4 separate regions of the Sus scrofa genome follow, and regions 1, 3 and 4 are each linked to region 2. A link is a contact called in public Hi-C data. All regions are on one chromosome and are shown on one strand. Each heading gives the region's core, a stretch centred on a gene start, on an enhancer-like site or on the middle of the called end of the contact. The rest is flanking DNA. Distances are from core to core; before and after follow the strand shown. Region 1 has its middle 17 kb from the start of NFATC1. Region 2 has its middle 86 kb from the start of NFATC1. Region 3 holds the start of NFATC1 (nuclear factor of activated T-cells, cytoplasmic, calcineurin-dependent 1). Region 4 has its middle 26 kb from the start of CTDP1.

Evidence for each region. A called contact is a pair of places that touch in the nucleus more often than the background predicts.
Region 1: a contact with region 2 is called in a Hi-C map of alveolar macrophages, with 5 times the contacts expected there. The contact joins two enhancer-like sites. A contact is called at or near these places in 27 of 47 Hi-C or Micro-C datasets (adipose tissue, alveolar macrophages, blood and 13 more) and 2 of 2 datasets of contacts at active chromatin or transcription factors (alveolar macrophages and skeletal muscle).
Region 3: a contact with region 2 is called in a Hi-C map of blood, with 7 times the contacts expected there. The contact joins the promoter of NFATC1 here to the enhancer-like site in region 2. A contact is called at or near these places in 4 of 5 promoter capture datasets (fetal liver, fetal skeletal muscle and liver), 25 of 47 Hi-C or Micro-C datasets (alveolar macrophages, blood, brain and 11 more) and 2 of 2 datasets of contacts at active chromatin or transcription factors (alveolar macrophages and skeletal muscle).
Region 4: a contact with region 2 is called in a Hi-C map of alveolar macrophages, with 2.3 times the contacts expected there. The contact joins two enhancer-like sites. A contact is called at or near these places in 1 of 5 promoter capture datasets (liver), 21 of 47 Hi-C or Micro-C datasets (alveolar macrophages, blood, embryonic fibroblasts and 11 more) and 1 of 2 datasets of contacts at active chromatin or transcription factors (skeletal muscle).

Annotation. Positions count from the first base shown.
Region 1 is chr1:146,018,827-146,021,526 of Sscrofa11.1, reverse strand. No RefSeq gene overlaps it. Among named protein-coding and RNA genes, the nearest start is that of NFATC1, 17 kb to the right of the region's middle. Within about 2 kb of position 1,281, at least 9 of the 83 cell types and tissues checked have an H3K27ac peak or open chromatin away from gene starts, as enhancers often do. A contact at or near this core is called in alveolar macrophages and retroperitoneal adipose tissue, where this site is marked.
Region 2 is chr1:145,915,935-145,918,634 of Sscrofa11.1, reverse strand. No RefSeq gene overlaps it. Among named protein-coding and RNA genes, the nearest start is that of NFATC1, 86 kb to the left of the region's middle. Within about 2 kb of position 1,379, at least 15 of the 83 cell types and tissues checked have an H3K27ac peak or open chromatin away from gene starts, as enhancers often do. A contact at or near this core is called in alveolar macrophages and retroperitoneal adipose tissue, where this site is marked.
Region 3 is chr1:146,001,633-146,004,332 of Sscrofa11.1, reverse strand. It overlaps NFATC1 (nuclear factor of activated T-cells, cytoplasmic, calcineurin-dependent 1), which reads left to right and starts at 1,436. Exons shown (of 10, transcript NM_214161.1): 1 at 1,436-1,631. The coding sequence starts at 1,535.
Region 4 is chr1:145,835,846-145,838,717 of Sscrofa11.1, reverse strand. No RefSeq gene overlaps it. Among named protein-coding and RNA genes, the nearest start is that of CTDP1, 26 kb to the right of the region's middle. Within about 2 kb of position 1,372, at least 4 of the 83 cell types and tissues checked have an H3K27ac peak or open chromatin away from gene starts, as enhancers often do. A contact at or near this core is called in alveolar macrophages and retroperitoneal adipose tissue, where this site is marked.

The DNA.
Region 1 (2,700 bases), core at 32-2,531, 100 kb before region 2:
CCTGTTCTGGACAGTCCTGTGTCCCCCTCACAGCCAAGCCTGGACTGCTGGGAGGCCGCCCACCAGTCTGGGCAGGTCCATACCCTGGTGGGACCTTCCTGCATGTTCTCTCCCAAAGCTCCTTATCTTGGAATCATTTTCCACTTGGAGCAGTTGGCGTCCACACAGGAGGGGCTGTGCTGGGTTCCCTGACTCTCCACTAAATCCTCATCTGTCCTAGTGTCCCTATGTTCTGGCCGTGGGGAGCTGGGCAAGGAGCATGTGGCCTGAGTTTTGGAGTGGGGCTGGGATGGGCCCAGGGCAAAACAGGCAGGTGACACCAATTGGTGACCCGAGGAAGGGGGTGCCATAGCTACTTTCCTGATGGCCCCAGGTCGCGGGTTTTTTGGGACCAAGCAGGCCCTGCTCCTCCAGCTCCTGCAGGCACCAATAAACAGGAAACGCCTTGGCCACTGGCAGCAGCTGTAATTGCAGGCGATTCCAGAAGGCGGTGCTGGAAGCTCAGAAATGCGGCGTGGCAGCAGCAGGTCCAGGCTGCTTCCTCTTTGCTGAGGAATCAGGGTGTCTGTCTCCTTGGGCTGGAACAGTGCAGAAAGTGTGGTTCCCCGAGGACCTGGACTTTGTCACCTGGAATAACCTGCCTGCACCCACGGACGTCTGGATATACGTGGCGCCTTCCCCTGTGAACAGCCATGTGGCTCCTAATCCCTTCAGGGAGACCTGCCAGCCGGCCCCACCTCCCCCGCCCATCCTGGGCCACAGCCCCCTTCCTGATGGAGGAAGGCTCCAGGTGAGTCTGGAAGGTTCTGTCCTTAAGTCTCAGACAGTGGCTGAGCGGAACCGGGGGGCCCAGAAGGACCGGATCTTGTATCCCTTTTCCTGAATCTAAAAACACTCAATAGCAGAATTTTCCAAATTTTATAGCTACATGATTTTAAAGACAGAGGAACCCGCCACCCCTATGCTGTTTTCCAACTCTGTTCCTGGAAATGGCTTCCAGGCCCACCCACCCTCACCTCTTGGCCTCAGCTGGAAAGGGGGATGCCAGCCAGGTCCCTGCAAGGTCCCTGAGGATGTGGGACCCTCGAGGCAGAGGCCCCCACACTTGCCCTGATGAAGCCTGAGTGGCACAGTCCTTGAAGACAAATGCTTTCAGCATTTTGAAGGTCTGTTCCCCTAAAGTCGACCTGGACAGGGGCCACAGGACTGCTCTGCTGGTGGCTATCAGGATCCTGGCTCCCAGGAGGCCACAGAAGCTGAGTCCTGCGTGTGGCAGGGCCCTTCAAGGACACTCGTGGATGTGGATGGTCACCACCTGTCCTCTCTGCCAGCAGCATCTGGGTTTGGTCCCAGGCCATTGAGGCTCCCACCAAGGGCCACTGGCCACCATGGGACATGTGGTGTCCACTTCCAGGGAGGCGGGCACCCCTGCAAGGAGGCCAGGACCTACATCGCCCCTTGTCCCCCTCCTCCAGCTGCCTGAGCTCTGCCATCTGTCCCCTGGTGCAGTGGCTGGTTGGGTCTGGAGGGAGAGCTGGGTTCGAGGCCAAAAGGCTCCGGGCTGAGGCCTGGGCAGGGCTTTGGAGCTCCAGGGGCCAGAGAGCAGACACAACTTCTGAGCAGAGGAAGAAAAGGCTAAACTCAAACCGGCCTGGGAGGCACGCACCCAGAAGCCAAAACACAGGGCCCCGTGAGAAGGATTCCTGGGTCATGGTGACATCCCCCACCACAGCGGAGCCTCTCCCCCACTCACCCCCACCCCCCAGCAGAGACCAAGGGGCTGTCCCAGGCAGGGTCCCAGGTTCCGGGTGGAGGCCTTTGGGCCCAGGATCCACGTGTCGAAAAGTTCCCCGCTGGGTTCTGGGGGAGTCAGGAATGACAGTGTCCAGGGCCACCATCCCCTGCTACCCCTGCTCCAGGGGAGACCCTCACGCCCCTCCCCAAGTGTCCTGTCATGCTCCTGGCTGTGGCCACACCACTCCGACCTCTGCCTATATCCTCACGCCTGGGCTCTCTGCATGTCTGTGTCCAGATTCCCGTCCTGGTTCTGTGAGGACACCTGTCTCACAGCCTCTAGGATAGCCTAGTCCTAACTACTTGCATCCACAAAGACTGCTTCCCAGTCCTGAGACTCTGGGTGGACAGGAGTGTGGCCACGGTCCTGCCCAGCCATGGGTGACACCTGGGCACTGTGGTATTGTTCGTTCAATAGCAAAGTGGCTCCTGTCACATCACATCAGGCTTGTCTCTTCCCAACCTGAATGTGCAGCACTGTTACCGGCCAAGCACAGACGGTTTTAAGTCTATGATGTAATAGTGGGCCAGGATCTGGGGCTGTGGCCTCATGACCATGTTGTGCCAGGGACCTCCTCCCCATGTCCAGCATCCTGGGAAAAGTCAGACACCTGGGTGGTTAAGTGGAGCCTCTGAGTTTAAACTTGGTTCCCAGGACCTGCTTTGTGGTTTCTGTAAAGCCCGGGGCTTCTTGGCACAACCGCAGGGGGCACCATCCACACATAAGTGAGCTGACCATGAAGTGTTCAACTGTTGTCTCAGGCACCTGGACCCTATGTCCATCAGACACCGAGATCTTCTTGTCCTGAGTGGCCCTGATTGTCACTCCCTGATTGTCACTCCTTGGTCCTTATCAGCAGGGTTCTCTGAGCATCTGGAGGCTGTTGTCATGATGATGACTTTGGG
Region 2 (2,700 bases), core at 130-2,629:
GGAGACTGTAGGGGAGGCAGGTGAGGCTGGGAACAGAGGACTCAGGGGACCGAAGGACCCAGGTCCACCTGGCTGGGCTAACTGGGACCATAGCGCCCAGTGTCCATCCACCTCCACAACCAGGCTGCTGCTGGCTTTCCTAGGAAGTGTTAAGAAGGATTAGTTCAGGCTGCCCTATGGAGGGGGGACCACGAGGGGGCCATCTGGACACTCACAGGACCACAGTGTGTCCAGGTTGGGAGTGGGGCAGTCCCCGCTCTGGTTGCCAAGTCATGACCTGTGGTGCAAGGGCAGTGGGCCCCCTTCATGCCACTGCCTTCACTTTCTTGTAGGGTCATTGCCAGGATCAAGAATAACATACGTGAAGGTGCTTAGAAGTGAATAGTGAAGGCTGCACACGGGTTAGGTAAAGAAGTAGTTTGCTCATTCCCTAAGATTTGATTTGAGATCCTTAGTTGCATTCAGAAAAGCTAGGCATGGAGAGGGGAGAGCCATACCAAAACTATTCAGAACCACAGTTCCTTTTAGGTTTGCCCTGTGCTCAGTGTGGTCATGCAAGACACATGAGTGCAGCCTCGGAGATGGGCTATGGGCGTCTCACGACAGCCAAGGGCTTGCTGTCAGCTCTTTGTGAAGTCGTGGGCAAGGAAGAAACCCATATGTGAAAGTGCAAATATTTTCCTTTGCAAGAGACATCTCACCTTGCTGGTGGGCTTGTGTGCTCGTTATTAACAGCAGAGCCATCTTTATGGAGTGTCAGGAAGGATAGAGTTAAAACTGACAAGTGGAATGCAGGTACAGGTGAAAAGCTGCGCCTGTACATGCTGGGTTTTATATTTTAAAAAATGCTAACGTCCTTTTCACTCAAATCCAGATACACACACACACACACACACACACACACACATCCTGGGTGTATATCCCAGATTAAAACAACAATTCAAACTGCCACATGAGTTCTAGAAAAAAAAAAGTTTCCACCTTAGGAGCATTTTAGAGAAAAGTTAAATATAAGGGAAAAAACCTTTCTTATTAAATCGAATTGTGGTATAACAGCTCACCACATCCTGTCACAGGGACATCTGACAGTAAGCAAAGCAAAGGTTCCGCTTTCAGGTCCCCGGCCACCTCTGAGTGTCACATGTTACCTGCAGTTCAAAATACTTCTGTAGAGAAAAACCCTCCATGTCGGTGGAAAAGCTGAATAAGAAGATGGAAATTATCAGTCGAGAGAAGACACTGTGGGAAACGTAGGTGTCATCGGCACAACCGGATCAAAGAAAGAAAAGCCACCCCCGAACCACCAGCCCAGGGCCCAGAGGGCGGGGCGGACGAGGCCTCGGACCCATGACCTCACGGAGGAAAGATAGGAAGTCGAGGCCGGGAAGAGAGCGGGGCGGGGGCGCAAGGCTTCCGTTCCCAGCCTGAGCCGAGGCTGCCCAGCCCACCCTTCCCGGCTGCCCAGCCCTCAGGGAAGGGGGTCTGTCACATCACCCCCTGTAGGGCCCCTGCCCAGACTGAGCCTGAGGCCTGAAGTCGGGGCTGTGGACAGGCCTCCATCAGCGGCTGCCTGGCCTCCGGGGCCCAGACTCAGGAAGCCCCAGGCAGAGGAAGGAGTGTGCCGTGCTGGTTTGGGAGCCTGAGCCCCAGAGGGACAGGCATGGACCCCACCTGACAGTCCAGGCTTGGGCGGCTGGGTTGGTGTGCCAGGCGGGAGCCCCCTCCCCTCTCCCGGGGTCTCTGACCCCCAGTGCCAAGGAGAGAGGGTCGGGCGCCTCCCCGAGGAGCCAGGCCTGGATCCCTAGGGGCCCGGGACTCGCTGAGTGACTCAGGGCTGCCCACCTCCGCACCTCTCCAGAGTTCAGGTGCGGGTGGGCAGCAAGGGGAAGCCCCTGCTGATGCTCTTCCCCTTTCATCTTGAAGAGCAGATGTTCTTCTCCTGTGGTCTGAAGGCCCTGAGTAACTAAAGCTTCTCAGCTCCTCTGCCTCCTGCTTCTTACCCCAAGAGACTTTCTCTCCATCACTGTCACCCTCTGCCCGCCCCCTTCTCCCCATCATCATTACCCTGCGACCTCCTCCTTCTCTTCATCATTGTTACCCTCACACCTCCCCCTTCTGTCATCATTGTTCCTCTCTGACCCCTTTTCCAGCATTTCTGGTATTACTAGAACCAGATTTCTAGGACCTCAATTGTCTCATAACAGAATGAAGGGCTCCCCCATTTCTGTGTCATTGATTGAAGATCTGTCCCTCTCCTTCACATGGTTTCTGTTTACACCTGTCCCCATCATGAAATCTCTGCTTTGAGGCTGATGGCTGCTTTTTTGCACCTGGATGCTTGCAGCTGGGCTCCGAGTCCACCCTCCCAATAGTGCCTGCCGCCCAGTGGGAGGAACACTGGCCCCTGTGTGGCCCCAAACCTGTTGTTTAATCTGAAAGCAGCTTAGGCAGACCTGCTGGGCCTGTGGCCTCGGGTTCCTTTGGGACCAGAGGGGTTGAGGACCACAAAAGCGTCCTGTGCAATGTCAGGGGTGGAGTGAATAAGTGTGCTAGGCCGTCCCCACAGCCGTGGGTCTCTGTACGAACGCCCATGTCTTTCCAGCACGTTCCACACGCCTTCCCTGGTGCAGAGATATTCTGACAGCAGGTCAACCCTCTCCTTACCCAGACCAAACCCCAAAGAGGTGGTGGCCAGGTTGA
Region 3 (2,700 bases), core at 187-2,686, 86 kb before region 2:
TTTGTACGGTGTTTCAGGAAGTTGAAGGACTAAACAGAACGCGTTACAAAAAAGGAGGTTGCCAGTTAGGCACCAGACTGCAAGTAAAAGGCCGCGCGTACACGTGGCCAGGCGTGAGCGGCAGCACCGGTTCCATATGTAAAGGCGACAGCGTTGTGGGTTCTTAGGAGCCTCGCATTTTCCTGACCCTTTTGGGCATCTTTAACTGTGGGGGCTGGAAAACGGTGTTTTCTGTGTTCATTGCTCTTCTGCAGCTGGTTGGGGAATCCAGTGCTCCTTGGATAGCGAGCCCTGCTACCAGGGAATTCCTCTCCGGGCCCAGGCTGCCGGGCTCCGGCAGGACGTGCGCGCTGCAAACTAGGCAGCAGCCCAGTCGGGCCGATCCGCTCCTAGAAGGGGCCTGGCCGGCAGGAGGCCCCTTTAGGCACCTTCAGTAGGAGTGGGGCAGCGTCAGCAGCTCATTGGGACGCAGGTATTGATCTTTGCGCCTGTTTGCGGGTGAGGCAAGCGAGCCCGCCTCCCCCGGACCGGGGTCGGGGCAGCGCGCTTCACGAAGAGCTCCCAGCGGGGCGAGTCTGCCGGAGGCGGGGAGGGGGGTTGTCGACCGCCGGCTGTCTTGCCCCAGCTCCTGCCCACCCGGCTCGGGCCGCAGGGGCGCTCAGGCCCCGGGGCGGACGGAAGTGGCCAGACTCCGTGTGCCCCCCCCACGCCCCCGCCTCCGGCGCACGTCTATCCCCCCCACCCCAGCGCAGACTCAGGGGGCGGGGCGCACTCTAGGGTCTCGCTCGCAGTGGGGCTGTCGACCCCAAGAGCCGCCTGGGGGTCCCCGGGCGCGGGTGGGAAGGGCTTGCCCAGAGCCGGGACACTAGTGAGAGGCGTGCGCTCGGGCTGGCGGGGAGAGTTTATTTAAAACTCGGAAGCCGGCGACCGGCGAGCGGCTTGTTTATGTAAACCCGGAAACAGCGGGGGGAGGGGCGCGGCGGGGGAGGGCCGGGGGGAGGGGCGCGGGCGGGAGTCACGTTACCCGAGGACGCGCGGCCGAGCGCAGGGCGCAGCCGAGCCCGGGGCGGCGCGACCACAGGTGCCCGCGGCCGGGGACCCGACTCTGGACCCCGACCGGACCTCAACCCAGATCCTGACCCCGACCCCACGCCGGGGTCCTGGCCGGGGACCCCGACCCCATCCCGGACCCCAACCTGGGATCCTGGCCCGGGACCCCTGCCCGGAACTCTGACCCCAATACCGGATCTCTACCCCGACCCCCATACTAGACCCCAACCTGACCCAACCCGGGACCCCGACCACGCCCTGAGCCCAGACTCCGGAGCTCACCCGACTCCAGCCCAGAGCCCGACCCGGGACCCGGACCAGGTACCGGATCCCCGCCAAGACTTAAGACCCTGAATCCAACCCTGAACTTGACCTGGGACCCCTGCCCTAGGTTTCGGATCCCAACCCTCTACCCCGACCCTAGCCCCCTGACCTCGGACTCCGACCCCGACCCTGACCTCCTGACCCTCGACCCCGACCCACCATGACGGGGCTGGAGGAGGACCAGGAGTTCGACTTTGATTTCCTCTTCGAGTTTAACCAGAGCGACGAGGGCGCCGCCGCGGCCGGGGCCACCGCAGGTGGGTCCGCGCGAGGCGGGGGCGCAGGGACTGGGGGCGCGGGGGTCGGGCGGGTAGGTTCCGGGTGGGGAGGGGCCGGCCTGGAGGCGCGCCGGGCCCCTGCCCCTCTGCCCGGGGCGCACCCCCTCTCCCGTCCCCACACCTCCGCGGCACCCAGGTCCGCGGCCCCGGGGTCGGGGCAGCGCCCAAAGTCTCCCCACCGCCCTACCCTTCGCCGGATTAAAACAGGTCAGGTTGAGGGGCGAGTGGGAGTGGTGGGGGAGGCCCCCTTGGGGTCGGCCCCCCCAGCCATGTAGGAAGACTCAGGGCTGCACTAGAGCGGAGTCCTGACCACATTCCCGCAGGAGGGGCCTTCTCTTTAGGGTGGGGTGTTGCTCAAGCCAAAGGATAGAGTGTGTCTGGCCCATGAGGCCCCCAAGACTTCCCCCTCTTGCTCCCCGTGTCCTCAGGGCAAAGCCTCTCTCCATCAAGAGATGGTACAGTGGAGCTAGCCTCTGAGACCTTGGACCCCCAAGGGTGCCACACTGTTCTTTCTTTAATTTTCTCTTCTCTGTCAAAAAATAAAAGTTCCCCTAAACAAACAACAGATAAAGGACTCCTCCGGCCCCCCAGGGTGCAGGCTTTTGAAAAAGAAAGAACCATTGAGCAATCACCCCCACTTTCACCGGAAGACTCAGTCTGGGCCTGCGGCCACCGGCCACCCCGAGTGAGTGAAGGGGACCAGGAGCCCCCTCCTTGCAGCCTGGCTCTCCCCACACCTGTCTCTTCTGTCCCTTGTGGGCCTCCTTTCTGTTTCTGTCTTCAAGATCTTCTCTCTGTCCCTCCCCACGTGGCGGTGAAATGGTGAAGCTGAGCCCAGCACACTTGGCACCGGCAGGCGCCCGTTTCTGCAGTGACTGTATAATATTTTCCATATCATTCACCGCCCTTCTTTTAAAAGTGTAATGTCTTGCTTGTTTATAAAAAAATAAATGTTCCAACCAGGCTAAGGCTGCCTGAACCCGTGCCCCCCCAGTGTCTTCCTTTTCCTCTTCCTTGGCTGTGCGTCTCCAGGCCTTTGGGTCAGTGG
Region 4 (2,872 bases), core at 123-2,622, 80 kb after region 2:
TGTGGAAAGTTCATCAGTTACTTCAAGTCTAATCGGCCTTTGCGATCCGGGTCCAGGAAAACACCATTGATCTGCCATGTCTCTCAGGAGCTCTGGACGTCCACGTGCTGGGCTGTGGCAGAGCAACTCTGGGTCCCACGCCAGGTGCACAGCCCAGCACACCAGCAAGTCTCTCCTGCTTGGGACACCCATGTGCCTTCCCCTCAAAGTCACTTCCCAGTGACCCTCTCCATGTCTGTCCTGTTAAACCCACAGCCCTGCCCTGCACTCCGGCAACCTGGTTGCTTTTCGAGGCAACTCATTTCCCACTGGACAGACATTGACTTTGCCTCCTGACTGTCCCCTGGAACTGAGGTCCTGCTGTGTCCCCTGCACATGGTGGGCCTGGATGACTCTTCCAGGCTGCCAGTCTGTGGCCTGCTCAGGGCAGTTGGGCTGGCTGTCACCGCCAACCGGTTACAGACCCTTTAAGGCTCTGGGCTGCTCACTGCTGGGTGGGTGGTCTTGTAGCAAGTCTTGTCCTGAAGAGAAAGGCCTTCTGCTCCTGCGGACACCACTCACTGCTACTGTGGGACTGCAGCCCCTTGACGGCACCAGCCCCAGACTCCCGGCTGGTGGGAGCAGCGGTCAGCCCCATAGAGAGCTTCAGTGGCCAGGTGGAAGCTCCAGGGTGGGGTGACTGCCCTCTCCAGGCCTCCAGACCCTGCTTTGAGCTCAGTCTTGCACCTGCCACACAGCTGATGCAGGCTCTCCTCAAACCCAAATTCACAGCAACACAGGGCTGGGGCCAGGGGTGGGGAGGATGAAGGAAAAGGTGGGAGTGGGTGGCCGGCAGCATCACTCCAAGTTGAGACTTGAGGGAATGGCAGGCTTCTTTCTAGAGCCTGAGCTCAAAGCTCAGCTAGTGTCTGAGTCCAGGAACATGGAGTACCTTGGATCAGTTTTTGTTAATGCTGAAATTTAATCTCATTTGTCCTTTTATGTGAGTAAATTTTTCTTTCTTTCTTTCTTTTTTTTAACAGGTGCACTGCGGACATATAGAAGTTCCCAAGCTACGGGTCAAATTGGAGCTGCAGCTGCTGGCCTACACCACAGCTCACGGCAACGCTGGATCCTTAAGCCACTAAGTGAGGCCAGGAATCAAACCCACGTCTTCACAGATACTAAGTCAGGTTCTTAACATGCTGAGCTACCATGGGAACTCCTCATGTGTGTTTTAATGCTTTTGGGCAGGGGGATTATAAACTTAAAGCCAAAACAGAGAGGTGGATGGGGAAGACATTGTGCTGTGGCCGCCACACCACCCGGAGTCCCTCCCGGAGGCGCTTCTGTCTCCAGGCGGACCTATGCCCAGCCACAAGGGTGGTGAGTCATGTCCAAGGACCCCAGGCCTGCAGGGCTCAAACACTTCCTCTTTCCGAGGCACAGTCAGTGTCCGGAGAGCAGTTTGTCCTGTGTGTTGTCCACCAGACCTCACAATATTTTCCTACTCCTGATGCATGGGAGCAGGTTTCCACGGGATGGTGGGCTTTTAAGGAAGCTAAGGTAAATTACACTCAATATTAGTTTATACTTGTATTTTAAAATATTTCTTAATAGTATGATGGAGTCCAGAAAAGTAAAAGTAGAAGTAAAATAAATGAGAATTCTGACACTAAAAAAAAAAAAAAAAAAAAAAAAAAAAAAATCCCAAAATCTGAACGAAGATGCAAATATAGGACAGACATGGAGGTGGGTATTTATAAAGGGCTGGATCACATCCTTTTTCTGTGACAGGCTTGCTCCCTGCCAGGGCTTTGGTGATACCACAGCGTCAACATATATGGAACAACTTCTGTTTAGGGCAAAACTCTCAAGTACAAGGCTCAGGCCATCTTGAGGCAGAATTCTACTTTCAGGGAAAATAACTTATGTGCTCCAATTTACTCTCTGTAAAACATGAAATAAGCTCAAGGAAGTAAAGGGCTGGACGCTTTGCTGGCTGCACTTCCAACCCCTCCCCTCCATCTCTTCCCAGGAGGTTTCCTTCCTGGCCCCCCACATGCACTCACTCCTGCAGCCCATCATCGTCCGGCCCCCAGTGCCCACCGTGAGCAGGGGTCACCCCATAGGGCCGACATGAAAACTACCCAGGTCACCCATGCTGCACCCTCAGGGGAGCAGGAGCCCTGACAAGACCTGGGTGTTGATGAAATGACCCCAGGAGTCCCAGCGGATGGGCCTGGAGTTCTGGAGCCGCCCGGTGCTCCCAGAGCCAAGATGATGAGGAGGGGCCAGTGAGGAAGGTCAGATCACCAGTATTCCTCTGCTGAGGGCACCGCCACCGCCAAGGAGGGCAGACTGCAGGGAAACGAGGGCAGACAGAGCCATCCAGGACCTCCAGGGCAAGGGCGGAGCAGGAGCACAGCTCTCTGATGCCCGCAGACCCTTGGCCCCAAGGACCAGCGGGTGTGGACAGTCCATACCTCGGTCCACATCTGCTGGTCCTGGTGACCTGATCCTCCTTGTCCCACCTCTTGCTTGCATTTCTGAGACCCAGCGGGAAAACCAGGCTAATGTCTGGCTGCCCATCCTGCCAGGATCCTGCTGCCCTGCTCCCAGGCCAGGGCTGATCTCTGTGTCTGTGCTGCCTCCCAGGATGGGCATGTGAGCATCAGATCTGCACACAAGCTCCAGGAGGGAGTGTTCTGTGAGCTGGGGTAGACAGGAGGGCAGGGTTGGGGGAGCGCAGAGAGCAGCCAAGGGTGATGGCAGGGGGCCCCTGTCATGGCTGCATCAGGCCAAGCTAAGATTTAATAACAAAGAGGAACCAGGACATGACCTCACAAAGGGTGCCTCTCCTGGATGTGCCCCAGAGAAGGCAGGCTCCATG